Linked DNA regions of Triticum aestivum: region 1 is linked to region 2. The links are chromatin contacts, called in public Hi-C maps. All regions are on one chromosome and are shown on one strand. Each heading gives the region's core, a stretch centred on a gene start, on an enhancer-like site or on the middle of the called end of the contact. The rest is flanking DNA. Distances are from core to core; before and after follow the strand shown.

Evidence for each region. A called contact is a pair of places that touch in the nucleus more often than the background predicts.
Region 1: a Hi-C map of an unstated tissue shows a contact between it and region 2, with 7 times the contacts expected there. The contact joins the promoter of LOC123110874 here to the enhancer-like site in region 2. A contact is called at or near these places in 3 of 5 Hi-C or Micro-C datasets (leaf and an unstated tissue).

What each region holds. Positions count from the first base shown.
Region 1 is chr5B:147,061,000-147,068,003 of IWGSC CS RefSeq v2.1, forward strand. LOC123110874 (protein CLT2, chloroplastic) reads right to left here and starts at 3,492. Exons shown (of 10, transcript XR_006453764.1): 1 at 3,163-3,492; 2 at 2,927-3,072; 3 at 2,608-2,645; 4 at 2,168-2,283; 5 at 1,878-1,977; 6 at 1,761-1,796; 7 at 1,625-1,675; 8 at 1,388-1,516; 9 at 942-1,067; 10 at 323-817.
Region 2 is chr5B:146,710,688-146,717,840 of IWGSC CS RefSeq v2.1, forward strand. It overlaps the pseudogene LOC123115866. Among protein-coding and RNA genes, the nearest start is that of LOC123110874, 350 kb to the right of the region's middle. Within about 2 kb of position 5,319, at least 1 of the 8 cell types and tissues checked has an H3K27ac peak or open chromatin away from gene starts, as enhancers often do. A contact at or near this core is called in leaf, where this site is marked.

The sequences.
Region 1 (7,004 bases), core at 2,242-4,741, 350 kb after region 2:
GGCAGCCAAGGGAGTGGCAGCGGCGGCATAGGGCAACCACAATCAGGCACAACAGCGTCTGCGGCAGGAAGTTTTATATCAGGGCGGTCGGAGTTCCTGCGGCCGCGGTTTTGGTTTTTGGTCAGCTAGCGTTGTCCCAAATTACTAAGAAATTGATCGCCATGCAGGTATTGGTCAGCTGTTGGAGCTTTTTTGGCGCCAAAACAAAAAAAACATTTTGTCATTGCTGTGTTTTCTAATCTACTGTTGGAGACGCTCTAAACAGCTAAGGACACAAGTCGTAATCGCAGTAAGCACAGGTTTGAACAAGATAACAAAGACGTAACTGAAAAACAATTCACCGTTAGACAGCTATTTGGCATGGACTGGTAAGTTTTATACCATGACTTGCAGATTTTGCAATGCTCTTTAGGATGGGAAGTTCACTATACATTGGGAAGTGAAAATGAGTGCACAAATTACCAAATCTAGCTTCTTACATACATGTATGTACTAAGTTCTATTCTGTTACAAATTAGAAATACCAAGTACTCATGCATCGTAACAAACAGTCCTTATCGACTGTGGCGTCACCAACCTAGTTATCTAATATTAGGTTCAGGACCAAACCAATAATTGATTTTCGGTTGAAGTGGTAATATACACTCAATCTGCACAAGGTTTTAGTCAGTCTTTGACTCTTTGGATGATTGGGGAAGGTTATACAGAATTAGACCCGTCAACAATACCATACCACCTAAGATAAAAGAAGCGCTTAATCCCGCGCCTTGAGGGATGTAGGGCAAAGGAAGAGAAAGGATATAGATTGATATTGGCACTGCAATTGAAAACAAACAACATCAACGCGGTCATGAAGATACTCAAGCAGTTTGGTCTATACAGTGACGGTAGACCAAAAATGAACACAAATAGAGCAAGGGGAGAAAAGAGGAAGAAAATACCGGCGGAAGTTGCTGTAAGTGAAGCAACCACGGCAGACGACATCTTTACCAAATTAAGCAACGAGATGTTGAAAGCCATGTTTACGAATATAAATAGCAATGGTAGGAATGGAGCACCTCCACAATCTACAAAATAAGTATGGCAGACTAATTAGCAATAAAGGTAAGCAGGTAACAGAAGTTATAGATGGACAAGTATAAATACTATGAAACCCTTATATATCTAACCGCAGGGTCAACCTAAATTTCGAAGACATGGAATAAATTTTCTCAAGTTTAATAGTTTACCATTCAAAGAGTTCCACATAGCAAAAAGCAAAGAGAGCTACATAAGACCCCCAATCATAAAGTGGACAGTGCACTACAAGCATTCCAGTGCATTTGAGGTACATCATGATCTCTAAATACATAATTTGATCAAAAGACTCGGCTCAGGGAAAAATTACATTACCAATTGGGCTCTCCCCAACATTTAAGAAGCACTCAGCACCACCATTTAAATGGCCAGAAAGCTCAGCAAGCTTAATCCCCCTCAAATTAGAAAGTAATGGGAGAAGAAGGAAGACAAAAAGAGCCTACAAATAATAAAGGAAGGTAAACATGATACATGACATAAATCAAGGTTTCCAAATATGGTAGTTCAGTTAAGCATAACAGCTAAATTACGCTAACTAATTAATCACCTGAAACCCAGACCCAAATGAATTAACCACGAAGATGTCGGGCCGTTTCCCCTGCACAGATATTGGTTCTCCAGTTATTTTTCTAACAAACAAGATGGACTCACACACACATAGAGAATGAAGTGTGAGAGCAAACCTTAAGACGTTTTGCACCATCAACGAAAACAGACTCCTGCAGTATAGAATTTATTTTTCTGACCGAAGTGTCACAAAACTATAAAGGAGTGTTATGTGATACTTTAAGTGGCTAAACCTTCAAAATGGATGCACCAGCTTGGAATGCCGATGAAATAACCATCAATAATGGCCAAATTAACTTGACTCCAGATAGAAGATGACCATCATTTGCTCCACTACAGTAAAGGCATTGAGATGATTAATTATGGCAAAATACCTAGTGTACAAAATAGCACAAGCCTTTTTCTCAGCAAACAAGTGTGCATGCCTACGAAATAGATAAGTGCATAACTAGCAGATTTTTCTCGAAACAACTTTGTTGTGCTACAATTAACGTAAATGTACCAGATATTTCGAAGGACATACCTCGCAACAGCAAGAATCACACCAGAAGTTACAAGCAAGCAACCAATGATTTGTCTCAGAGAGTAGGTCTTTCCCAAAAGCAACACAGAGAAGATAAGCTGCCACACCAGGAAAGACTGGAGAGAACATTCAGAAGACTATTATTTTGACAACAGAGCACAGAGTTAACAGGTTCCGACACTAATAACCAAATGGAGTTGACAATTTTAGGACATTGAAAGCTGATTCAACCGTAGGATCACAGTTCCGAAATGCTTTAGTATTGCACTATTTATAAGAGCAAAGAATCACAGTACAAAAGGAAATATTTCTAACCATTAGTGATGGCAGAGATAAAAGGGCATGCAGGTAATATGTTTTTGTCTAGAGAATGATGCAGGAAATAAGTGGGAACGCTGTCAAAGAATATGGCACAGCTGAAAATCAACAAAACCTCATACCTGAGACAGTATAGGAATAGCAGGGCCAGGCAGCATAGCTGGACGTTTCAGGAAAAACAATCAATTAGCACAAATATTTACAAGAAATACAGTCTAAATTGTACTCCCTCCGTTCCTAAATGTAAGTCTTTGTAGAGATTCCACTAGGTGGACTACATACGGAGCAAAATGAATGAATCCACACTTAAAATGCATCTATATACATCTGTATGTAGTTCATAGTGGAATCTCTACAAAGACTTATATTTAGGAACGGAGGGAGTATATATATGCACCAAACTAAGAGCATCCGATGACCAAAAGAAGATACAAAACATACCTCCCGCAGACATTCCGGCGGCGACCCCAAGTGCCTCCAGCAAGCCGATGACAGCGAACCGGATCTTCGGCAGTGCCAGCATGTCCCGCGTCACCACCCCCGCGCGGTACCTCGCATAGAGTATTGAAAAGTACACGGCGACGTACCTGCAACGTTCAAATCGCACAGACAAGAAGTAAGAGCCCAAAAACTGCTGCGCCTTTCGTCTTGCACCTCGGCCGCACAAAGAGGCTTACCCGAACGTGGTGAGCTGAGCGAGGAAGAAGGGGTAGGACTTGAGGGGCACCAGCGCGAGCTTATAGAGCACGCGGTTAGCGACAGCCAGCGCTACCACGGCCGCAGACGCGACCGCGACCGCCGGCGAGGAGCTCATCGGCATGTATGTACGGCAAGCAAGAGCTCACTAAGCGAGGCGTGGAGGGATGGCGATTTAGGCCATGCGGGGGCGGATACGGAACTTGGAACCGAAGTACCGTGGGGAGGACGGTGGTGATGGCGGCGGGCGGGCGGCCGGTTGCTTGCCTTGGCGTGAAAGTACGGAATTCTCTCGTCTTCTGGATTGTCGGATTTTGCTAGTACACCTTTGGACATTGACGATTTTTTTTACCATCAAATCCTCACACACTCTTTCCCCTCCCTCTTCCGCACTCTCTCTCTAACACACACATAGCCTATTCTCCCCGTCAATAAGACTTACTTAATTGGCAATAATGTATGGACTTGTGGTGAGGTTGACTGAATTAATGGATAGTGTGATATATTTCCCAATCATTTAACAATGAAATTTAAGAAATGGGAAGATTATGTAACACCTCAAGTCGTTATCTAAAGTGACCTCCCCCTAATGATGCCATGTTATCAGGCTTGCTAAGCCAAACTACCACTTGATAAAAATCAAATCCTAATTCAAATTTAAAATAAAGTTAAATAAATTATTTCGTCAAACAGTAAAACTAAAATGTTCACCATATTCTATAAATTCCATTGATCTTTGACATGTTGAGCCCAACATTATTTGACCCAAAAATTAAATCTTGTCAAATTAATAAAAGGTCCAACAATAGTTAAAATAAGCAATTAAATATAAACCTAATTTTATGTATTTCCTTTTGTCCCCAAACTTTTTGTGCCGCCTAAAAATATTGTGCTCGAATTGTGTGCATAGTTTCACAATTAACAAAATCCATTTAGTTGATATAAGAATAAATAGAAAACGGTGTTAAAAAGGATAAAGGGATTAGAATACAATAAAAACTAAAAGGACGATGAAAAAGAGGATTCCCCCTACCCCGGGGCCTTGCCACCGAACCGGCCCAGTGGTCCAGTCCCCACACGGGCGTCTTCTCCTGTTCCCCGAGCCCGTCACTACAGAGTCGGGCTCCCGCCAGACCACCTCGCCGGCGTCGAAGGGGAATGGATAAGGGTGACGCCCTGCCTCCCCTGCCCCCATGGCCTCACTCCTCCTCGACGCCCCCTCCCAGATCCACTTCTCCTCTGATAACCCACAAGTGTAGGGGATCGCAATAGCTTTCGAGGATAGAGTATTCAACCCAAATTTATTGATTCGACACAAGGGGAGCCAAAGAATATTCTTAAGTATTAGCAGTTGAGTTGTCAATTCAACCACACCTGGATAACTTAGTATCTGCAGCAAAGTATTTAGTAGTAAGTAGTATGATAGTAATGATAACAGTGGCAAAAGTAAAGATAAAAGTTTTGTAGTAATTGTAACAGTAGCAACGAAAAAGTAAATAAGCGAAGCACAATATGTGAAAAGCTCGTAGGCATTGGATCAGTGATGGATGATTATGTCGGATGCGATTCCTCATGTAATAGCTATAACATAGGGTGACACAGAACTAGCTCCAATTCATCAATGTAATGTAGGCATGTATTCCGAATATAGTCATACGTGCTTATGGAAAAAAACTTGCATGTCATCTTTTGTCCTACCCTCCCGTGGCAGCGGGGTCCTAGCGGAAACTAAGGGATATTAAGGCCTCCTTTTAATAGCTACCGGACCAAAGCATTAACACATAGTGAATACATGAACTCCTCAAACTACGGTCATGACCGAGAAGTATCCCGATTATTGTCACTTCGGGGTTGTCGGATCATAACACATAATAGGTGACTATAGACTTGCAAGATAGGATCAAGAACACACATATATTCATGAAAACATAATAGGTTCAGATCTGAAATCATGGCACTCGGGCCCTAGTGACAAGCATTAAGCATAGCAAAGTCATAGCAACATCAATCTCAGAACATAGTGGATATAGGGATCAAACCCTAACAAAACTAACTTGATTACATGGTAAATCTCATCCAACCCATCACCGTCCAGCAAGCCTACGATGGAATTACTCACGCACGGCGGTGAGCATCATGAAATTGGTGATGGAGGATGGTTGATGATGACGACGGTGACGAATCCCCCTCTCCGGAGCCCCGAACGGACTCCAGATTAGCCCTCCCGAGAGAGATTAGGGCTTGGCGGCGGCTCTGTATCATAAAACGCGATGAAACTTTCTCTCTGATTTTTTTCTCCACGAAACGGAATATATGGAGTTGGAGTTGAGGTCGGCGGAGCGTCAGGGGGCCCACGAGACAGGGGGCGCTCCAAAGGGGGAGGGCACGCCCCCACCCTCGTGGACAGGGTGTGGGCCCCCTGGCCTTGATTCTTTCGCCGGTATTTTTTATGTTTTCCAAAACTTATCTCCGTGGATTTTCAGGTCATTCCGAGAACTTTTGTTTTCTGCATAATAAACAATATCATGGCAGTTCTGCTGAAAACAGCGTCAGTCCGGGTTAGTTTTATTCAAATCATGCAAGTTAGAGTCCAAAACAAGGGCAAAGTGTTTGGAAAAGTAGATACGTTGGAGACGTATCAACTCCCCCAAGCTAAAATCTTTACTTGTCCTCAAGCAATTCAGTTGATAAACTGAAAGTGATAAAGAAAAACTTTTACAAACTCTATTTGCTCTTGTTGTTGTAAATATGCAAAGCCAGCATTCAAGTTTTCAGCAAGTATATGAACTAACCATACTCACAATAACACCTAGGTCTCACAATTACTCATATCAATGGCATGATCAGCTAGTGAGCAATAATAATAAAACTCGGATGACAACACTTTCTCAAAACAATCATAATATGATATAACAAAATGGTATCTCGCTAGCCCTTTCTGAGACTGCAAAATATAAATGCAGAGCACCTTTAAAGATCAAGGACTGACTAAACATTGCAATTCATGGTAAAAGAGATCCAGTCAAGTCATACCCAATATAAACCAATAGTAATGAATGCAAGTGACAGTGTGCTCTCTAGCGGGTGCTCTTAATAAGAAGGTGATGACTCAACATAAAAGTAAATAGATAGGCCATTCGCGGAGGGAAGCAGGGATTTGTAGAGGTGCCAGAGATCGATTTTAAAATAGAGGTGAATAACATTTTGAGCGGCATACTTTCACTGTCAACGCAACAACTATGAGATGGCGATATCTTCCATACTACATGCATTATAGGCAGTTCCCAAATAGAATGGTAAAAGTTTATACTTCCCCACCACCAACAAGCATCAGTCCATGGCTTGCTCGGAACAACGAGTGCCTCCAACTAACAATAGCCCTGGGGGAGTTTTGTTCAATTATTTTGATTTGCTTTGATCTTTTTGGATCATGGGACTGGGCATCCCGGTTACCGGCCCTTTCTCGTGAATGAGGAGTGGAGTTCGCTCCTCTTGAGAATAACCCACCTAGCATGAAAGATACAGGCATCCCTAGTTGAAACATGACCTGCTCGAGCATACAAAACAGAATTTTATTTGAAGGTTTGGAGTTTGGCACATACAAATTTACTTGGAACGGCAGGTAGATACCGCATATAGAAAGGTATGGTCGACTCATATGGAACAACTTTGGGGTTTATGGAGTTTGGATGCACAAGCAGTATTCCCGCTTAGTACAGGTGAAGGCTAGCAAAAGACTGGGAAGCGACCAACTGAGAGAGCGACAACACTCATGAACATGCACTAAAATTAATTTACACCGAGTACAAGCATGAGTAGTATA
Region 2 (7,153 bases), core at 4,069-6,568:
GTGCCAGCAGAAGTACCGCTCACCTATGCGGTACTACCACTTGTGCACGGGCTGTGAATGCGTAACGGTTGGATTTCATCCCCCACTATATAAAGGACTCATATTCCTCAAGTTGATTTACCTATTCCTCCCCCAAGATCCATTGTTGCTCACAAGCTCATTTCCGTCCGATTTCTCTCCCTAGCCAATCACACTTGTTGATTCTTTAGGGATTGCTTGAGAAGGCCTGGATCTACACTTCTTTCCACCAAGAGAAATTTGATTCCCTCACTAATCCCTTGCGGATCTTATTACTTTTGGGTGTTTGAGCACCCTAGACGGTTGAGGTCACCTCGGAGCCACATTACATTGTGGTGAAGCTTCGTGGTGGTGTTGGGAGCCTCCAATTAGGTTGTGGAGAGAGCCCCAACCTTGTTTGTAAAGGTCCAGTCGCCGCCTTCAAGGGCACCACTGTGGAATCACGGCTTCTCGCATTGTGTGAGGGCATGAGGAGAATATGATGGGTCTAGTGGATTCTTGCGGAGCATTGTGCCTCCACAACGCTCTAAAGAAGACGTACTTCCTCTCAAAGGGAAGGAACTTTGATAACACATCCTCGTCTCCCCCGACTCCACTTGTGGTTATCTCTTACCTTTTGTGCAAGCTACCCTTGTGTTAATTATCTTGCTTTCTTGTGTTGTTGCTATTGCTCGCATCATATAGGTTGCTCACCTAGTTGCATATCTAGTCAACATTTTTGTTGCTAAACATAATTTGTGAATAAAAGCTAAAAATTGGTAGTTGCCTATTCACCCCCTCTGGTCAATCATATCGATCCTTTCACCGTGCCTCTTGCCGAAGGAAAAAAACGCCTTTTCCCCGTTTCCGAGAGGCACGGTCGTGCCTCGCGCGGAAGCAAACCGCGGAAAAAAAACTCGTTTTTCCATTTCTGAGAGGCACGGCTGTGCCTCTCGCGGAAGCAACTCCGTGCCTCTTGCAGAAGGAAAAAGAAAAAGAAAACGCATTCTTTCGTGATTTTTTCCCCCAAAAGCTAAGAAAGACCATGGAAAATCAAAAAGTCAAAACGCCTCCAAAAAACCATCTAAAAAGCCGAAAACACGTGAGGAAAAAATTTAAAAAGTAAAAATCAGACGAAGCGCCAAGAGCGCGACATGTGGCGGTGGCAGAGAGCGCGCCAAGTGTCGCGCTCTCAGCCCACCCCAAGTGACCCTTGGGGAGGCTCCTGAACGAGCGCTCTTAATTGCTCTCGACGATACAAGCAACCCCGCCCACGCTAATGAGCCACCACATTACACCGATTTGCGAACTTTCTGGCTGTCTTCTTTCTTTTTTCTTTTCCATTTTTTTCAAATTCATGAACTTTTTTAAAAATTACAAAGAATTTTTAGTTCATGAAATTTTACCAAAATCATAAAAAAAACTAAATTTCACAAACGTTCTTGAAAAGTTTAAATAATTTTCTAACTGGCAATATGTTTTGAATTCATAAATATTGTTTGAAATTTCTGAACAATTTTCAAACTCTGGAACATTTTTGGAAATCACTATTTAAAAAAGTCATGAACCATTTTTGAATCACGAACATTTTACATGTTTGTGAATATTTTTGTAGATCCAAGATTATTTCTCAAATTCATTAGCATTTTTTAAAATTGGGAACAAAATTTGAAATTTCTAATCATTCTTCGAAGTGATGAACATTTTCTGATTCGAATAAGAGTTTTTTAGTTTTTGAAATATGTTTTGGTATTAATGAACATTTATTTAAATTAAGAACATTTTTTAAATTCATGATATTTTTTCAATTTCATGGACATTCCTGAAATTGTGAACATTTTTCAAATTACTTATCATTTTTTTTAAACTTGGTGAACTTGTTTGAAATCTTGAACATATTTTTTAAATTTATTATTTTTTTAAAAAAAATCATGATTTTTTTGGAAATTCCGAATTTTTGTTAAAATGCGAAAAAAGGTAGAATAAGTAAATAAAAAACAGGAGGAAAAAAATTGGACGCCTCGTCTTGGTCTGGGTCGCCCAGAGCGAGCGGGGGTGCTCTTTTGCTGCGCCACCGCCACATAGGGGGTCCCATCTATGCACGCCCATATTCCGAGGGCTCAAGTCACGTATTTGGCCAGGTCCAATCGTGTATTGGACAGGCGTGGTCAGTTGGTACTATGGCCTGGTGCTTGGTAGTCGAGGCCGTGACAAAACTCCCACTACATGGATTTCTCAAAAAAAAAAACTCCCACTACAGAGATATAGGACAAATTCCGCTCAAAAAAAAAGAAAGAAAAGGATATAGCACAAATGCAATCCACAAGAAAGCACAAATGCACAATACTCCTACCGCATGGCTGCACCTGCCACCTTGCATCTCACTGATTATTCCATACATATATCTGTACTATAATGTAGTAACTCTATATCAACCCATTAGACGGCTGGAGGTACATATATACACACACGTTCCGACTAACGCGCACACATTACTCGAAAATGAAACAGTTCAACCGATGAAACTAGCGTAAGAGCATCGGCCTTGGCTAGGTTTCAAGCATTATTGTGAGCAGTGATATTCCTGGCGAGGGCCTCGGTCCACTGGTCTGCGATGTCAGCGGCGATTCTGGAGGCATCATAGGAGGAACCCATGAGACCCCTCCTTGTGAAGCCCGTGGCATAGAGGCCGTTCTTGCCTCGCCAGCTGTGCGGGAATGCCATCCTGGGGAACCCATCACTCTGGCTGAAAAATTCGTCCTCCTGAAATATGCATGTGACTATTTATAATATTCAAAGGGAATAGGTATTCTTGGTTTGGTTTGGTTCTTTTGTACGCTAAGCGATCTGGACCAAATACTTGTATGTTGATGGGCGTTTTATGGGCTTTCATAGAGAAAATGAAAAATAATTAGGTCAAAATAAATCTAAGAATTGAACACAAGACCTTCGCCTGAATCTTCGATGTAACAACCAACGACCTATGCGCCATTCGCATTTATTAATCCCAACTAGCTCTTTTTTTAACACAGTACAGATGCAAGCGCATACACTCATCCCTATGAACGCACGCACGCACACCATATCCTTATGAGCATCTCTGAGAGACTGAGCCAGGTTTGTTCGCAATCCCAACTCGCTCTAAATATACGAGTGACAGTCCTCATCTTTAGGGCGAGCTAATTAAGTGAATGAGCTAATTAAAGGATTGTGAGCTTAAATAAAATATTTAAACGGATGTGGCTAATTGAAGAAAGGAATAACTAAAAGAAAATATTGTGGTCTTAATAAATTAAATATTCAAACAGATGAGCCTAATTAAAGAAAAGGACTTGAGGTAAAAAGGTAGGATAATTAAAAGGAAGGATCTATAGGCTTCAATGTGTTTGGGGCTACTAAACTAGAAAAGGAAGAATTTAATTCGCGACTAAAACGGGTGAAGACGTCATTGTAATTAAAGGAAGAATTATACTTAAACGGAATCAGTGGGAGATTATGCTCGGCAAAGAAAATACGAATACAACTAAATTGCATTGTATTTTTTATGTTCATTTTGTAGAAGGATGTTGTGTTGCAGCATGTTCTTCATAGTGAATACGGTGCCGTAGGACATTATGCTTGCACAAAACATCAGTTTTTTCCGTTGCAATGCACGGGCATATGTGCTAGTATTTAGCATAAACAAATATGCTGATGTACTCCCATCAACATACAAGTACTTGGTCATCATAATTATTAGTCACCCAATCTGATCTTGTGGGCCAATCAAAGGTGCCCGCAGCCCATCATGAAATATGGCGGGCCAATGAAAAGACTTGTGCAGAATCTAATGTGGAAAACCATCCATTACACACATTGCTCATTAGAAGAACTCAACATAGACTCTACAACGTCAAATCAAATCTGGTGAGGCAGATGGGATGCATCAAGCAAGTCGTCCAGATGGGCCACCCTACAAAAGGTAGAGTGGGCAATGGGTGTGGTAGCAAGCAGTGGCGGACCCACCATTGGGGCGAGCTGGGGCGGCCGCCCCGGGTCGCCGGCAACGAAGTATCGAACCCCACGTATGTATCTTTCCTTCGGTAGGCATCAGAACACAAAACGCCAGCGGCGGCGGCGGCGCTGTTTATCTGTTTCTGTGTGACTGCATCGAAGGGTTAAGGGAGAAAGAGATTTGGGTTGGTCCGCTGGTGGACTGGGCTACGTTTTATAGTTACTACAGCCCGCTAGTGCCCAATCGATCTGTACTGCAGTAGATGAACGACAGAGAAGGAAATTCCCAATTCCGATAGGAAATCGCTTCCGGGCATTCCCCTCGACCTAGCCAGACCCAACAGTTCCCCAATCAATTTTGTAGATCTCGTTTGAAAATTAAAATGGGATCATATTGTGGCATAAGTGAGGATTTCAAGCAACAAGAGTCCATGTTAGCAGTTTACTAGTTTTTAAAATCTTTTTATTCTTTTGTTGTTGAATGCTACTTCCTCCATTCATAAATATAAGTCTTTTTTAGAGATTTCAATACGAAATACATACGGACATATATGGATATATTTCCAAATGTGGATTCACTTATTTTGCTTCATATGTAGTCCGCATAGGAATCTCTAAAAACACTTATATTTAGGAACGAAGTGAGTATGAGTTTAGGTTGAATAGAGTTGTATTTGTGCCGAAAAAAATTAGACGTTAAATGTTCGCCCCAGCTAACTTTAATTTCTGGGTCCGCCACTGATAGCAAGCACTGTTGTCATGCACATGATGATCACCAAAGATGCATGGCCCTCACCACATCATTATGGGCCGGCATGTGCATCACACCTAACTCCAAGGAAGATCTCAACAAGAAAAACCTAACTCAAATGGAGGAAGGAAAAAACCAGCAAGATCTCCGTCCCTTTTGGCAAGACTTTATCCTCCCTTTCCCAACAGTGAGGGCTGCGGTCTCCTTTGCATGGAGACACATCTACAGTTGCTAAGACGATTCCTTAACTGCCAATCATTTGATCATTGTCCTGTACTCCTGTTTTTGTAGCATGGAACCATACCTCAATGATTGATGTGCGACAGTGCGAGTAGAACACAACACCAAAATAGCATCGGTTTACTATATATTCAGTGTTATTAGGAAACGTGATATACACATGTTTCATATAGATTCCTTTCGGTTTCAATAATATTGTTTACTCATGTTTCCCTATGGCATCTGTCCTTGTTGCATGGACCAAACGCCCGAGCATGGGCTCCACTAGCTGGACCAGCTCACTGTGCAGCAACAACAGCAAGAATACAACTAAAAAAGAAAGAAATACACGCACGCATGAGATCAAGATCGACTTGACAGGAACATGCAAACAAAGAGCCCCCTATATGCATATTCTCGATCACTAGCTAGGACAGCTAGTTTGCAAGATGAAAAGATTGCTTAACATGACATGGACATATAGTAGCTAACAAATATGTGTCCAAGTCTACACTAGACGCCATGATCGATGCAACTACGCAAGAAAGGGTACAAGGAAATCAAGTACATGCTTGTAGCTATCACATCGATCACATACAATGATACAAACACACACCGAGCTACACAGGACTTCTATATATGTGAAGTACACACGCTGCCCAAATCGACAACTCGTTGATTTTATCTTTTATGAAAATTGCACGCAAAATTTATAGAACGAGCGCATAGCATAGTTCACGCATGTCTGTCAATCAATATTGTCAATTTTTGGATGAGTTTCTGTGTCCCGATCGCCCTCTTGTTGGCATCATTGTCACTGCCCATGCCTTCCTATCTAAATCTAATACCTCCATCGAACTGACAAGGACTATACACACGCCTCCGTTCCAAAATTGATAACCTCCCAGAAAGTGTGCAGCTAGACTTCTACAATTATTTCGCTCGCAAAAATAAATAAATAAAATTTCTACAACTATTTAATCACTACTCGCTTCATCTCATAATATAAGACGTTATTACACATGGTATATCATGATTAGTTAAATCATTCGTTAGATTAGTTATAAAAAAATTCCACAATTGAAGACGACTATTGTTAAGTGTACGCCTGGGTCGTGCAGTTTGGGACATACTTCCTTCGTTTCATAATTCTTGTCCTGGTTTTAGGTTAACTTTGGACTAAAATCACGACAGGATTTATGAAACGGGGAGAAGGGATTAGGGAGCAGTGCACGTACATACTCCCTCCGTTTCTAAATATAAGTCTTTTTAGAGATTCCAATAAAAGACTACATACGGAGCAAAATAAGTGAACCTACACTCTAAACTATGTCTATATACATCCGTATGTAGTATATAGTGAAATCTCTAGAAAGACTTATATTTAGGAACGGAGGAAGTATAGCGCATGCATGCGTCGTTTTTCATGCATGACACAATCGGCGGAAGTTTCTAATTAATGTTCTGTATAAGCATCTTTTCCCGAGGTTAGAAAAAAAGAAGCAACATAGTACTTCCTCCGTTCCTAAATAAAAGTTTTTCTAGAGATTCCACTATAAACTTCATACGGAGCAAAATGAGTGAATGTACACTGTAAAATATGTCTATATACATTCGTATGTAGTTTGTAGTGGAATCTCTAAAAAGACTTACATTTAGGAACGGGAGGGAGTATTTTCCTGCATACTCTTGATCGTTGCATGGATGACTTACGACAGTATGCATGATGCTAATAAGTACTACTCCCTCCGTTCCAAATTACTCGTCGCTGAAATGGATGTATCTAGAACTAAAATACATCTAGATACATCCATATGTGCGACAAGTAATTCGGAACGGAGGGAGTAGGAGTATACATACACGTTCGCGTATGTACGTACCTTGAGCCATGATGGCACGTTGCTTTTGTACCCGGTGGCGAGGATGACAGCATCGAAGTCCTTACGTCCGTCGGCAAATTCAACACCGCTCTCGGTGAAGCGGTTTATTGCGGGGACCACCTGCGGAGAATCCCTCTTAGATTCACTTGGACACATCATCAAGTAAATGCAGTACTACACTGGGCACACACGTACTACTAGAAACAAGTTGCTATAGCTAGTAGTCCTAACGGAGGGAGTAGATATTTTGCACTAAAAGTTTTCTTTTAACTTTTGTACTTACTCCCCCATTTCAATGAATAAGACGCAAAAA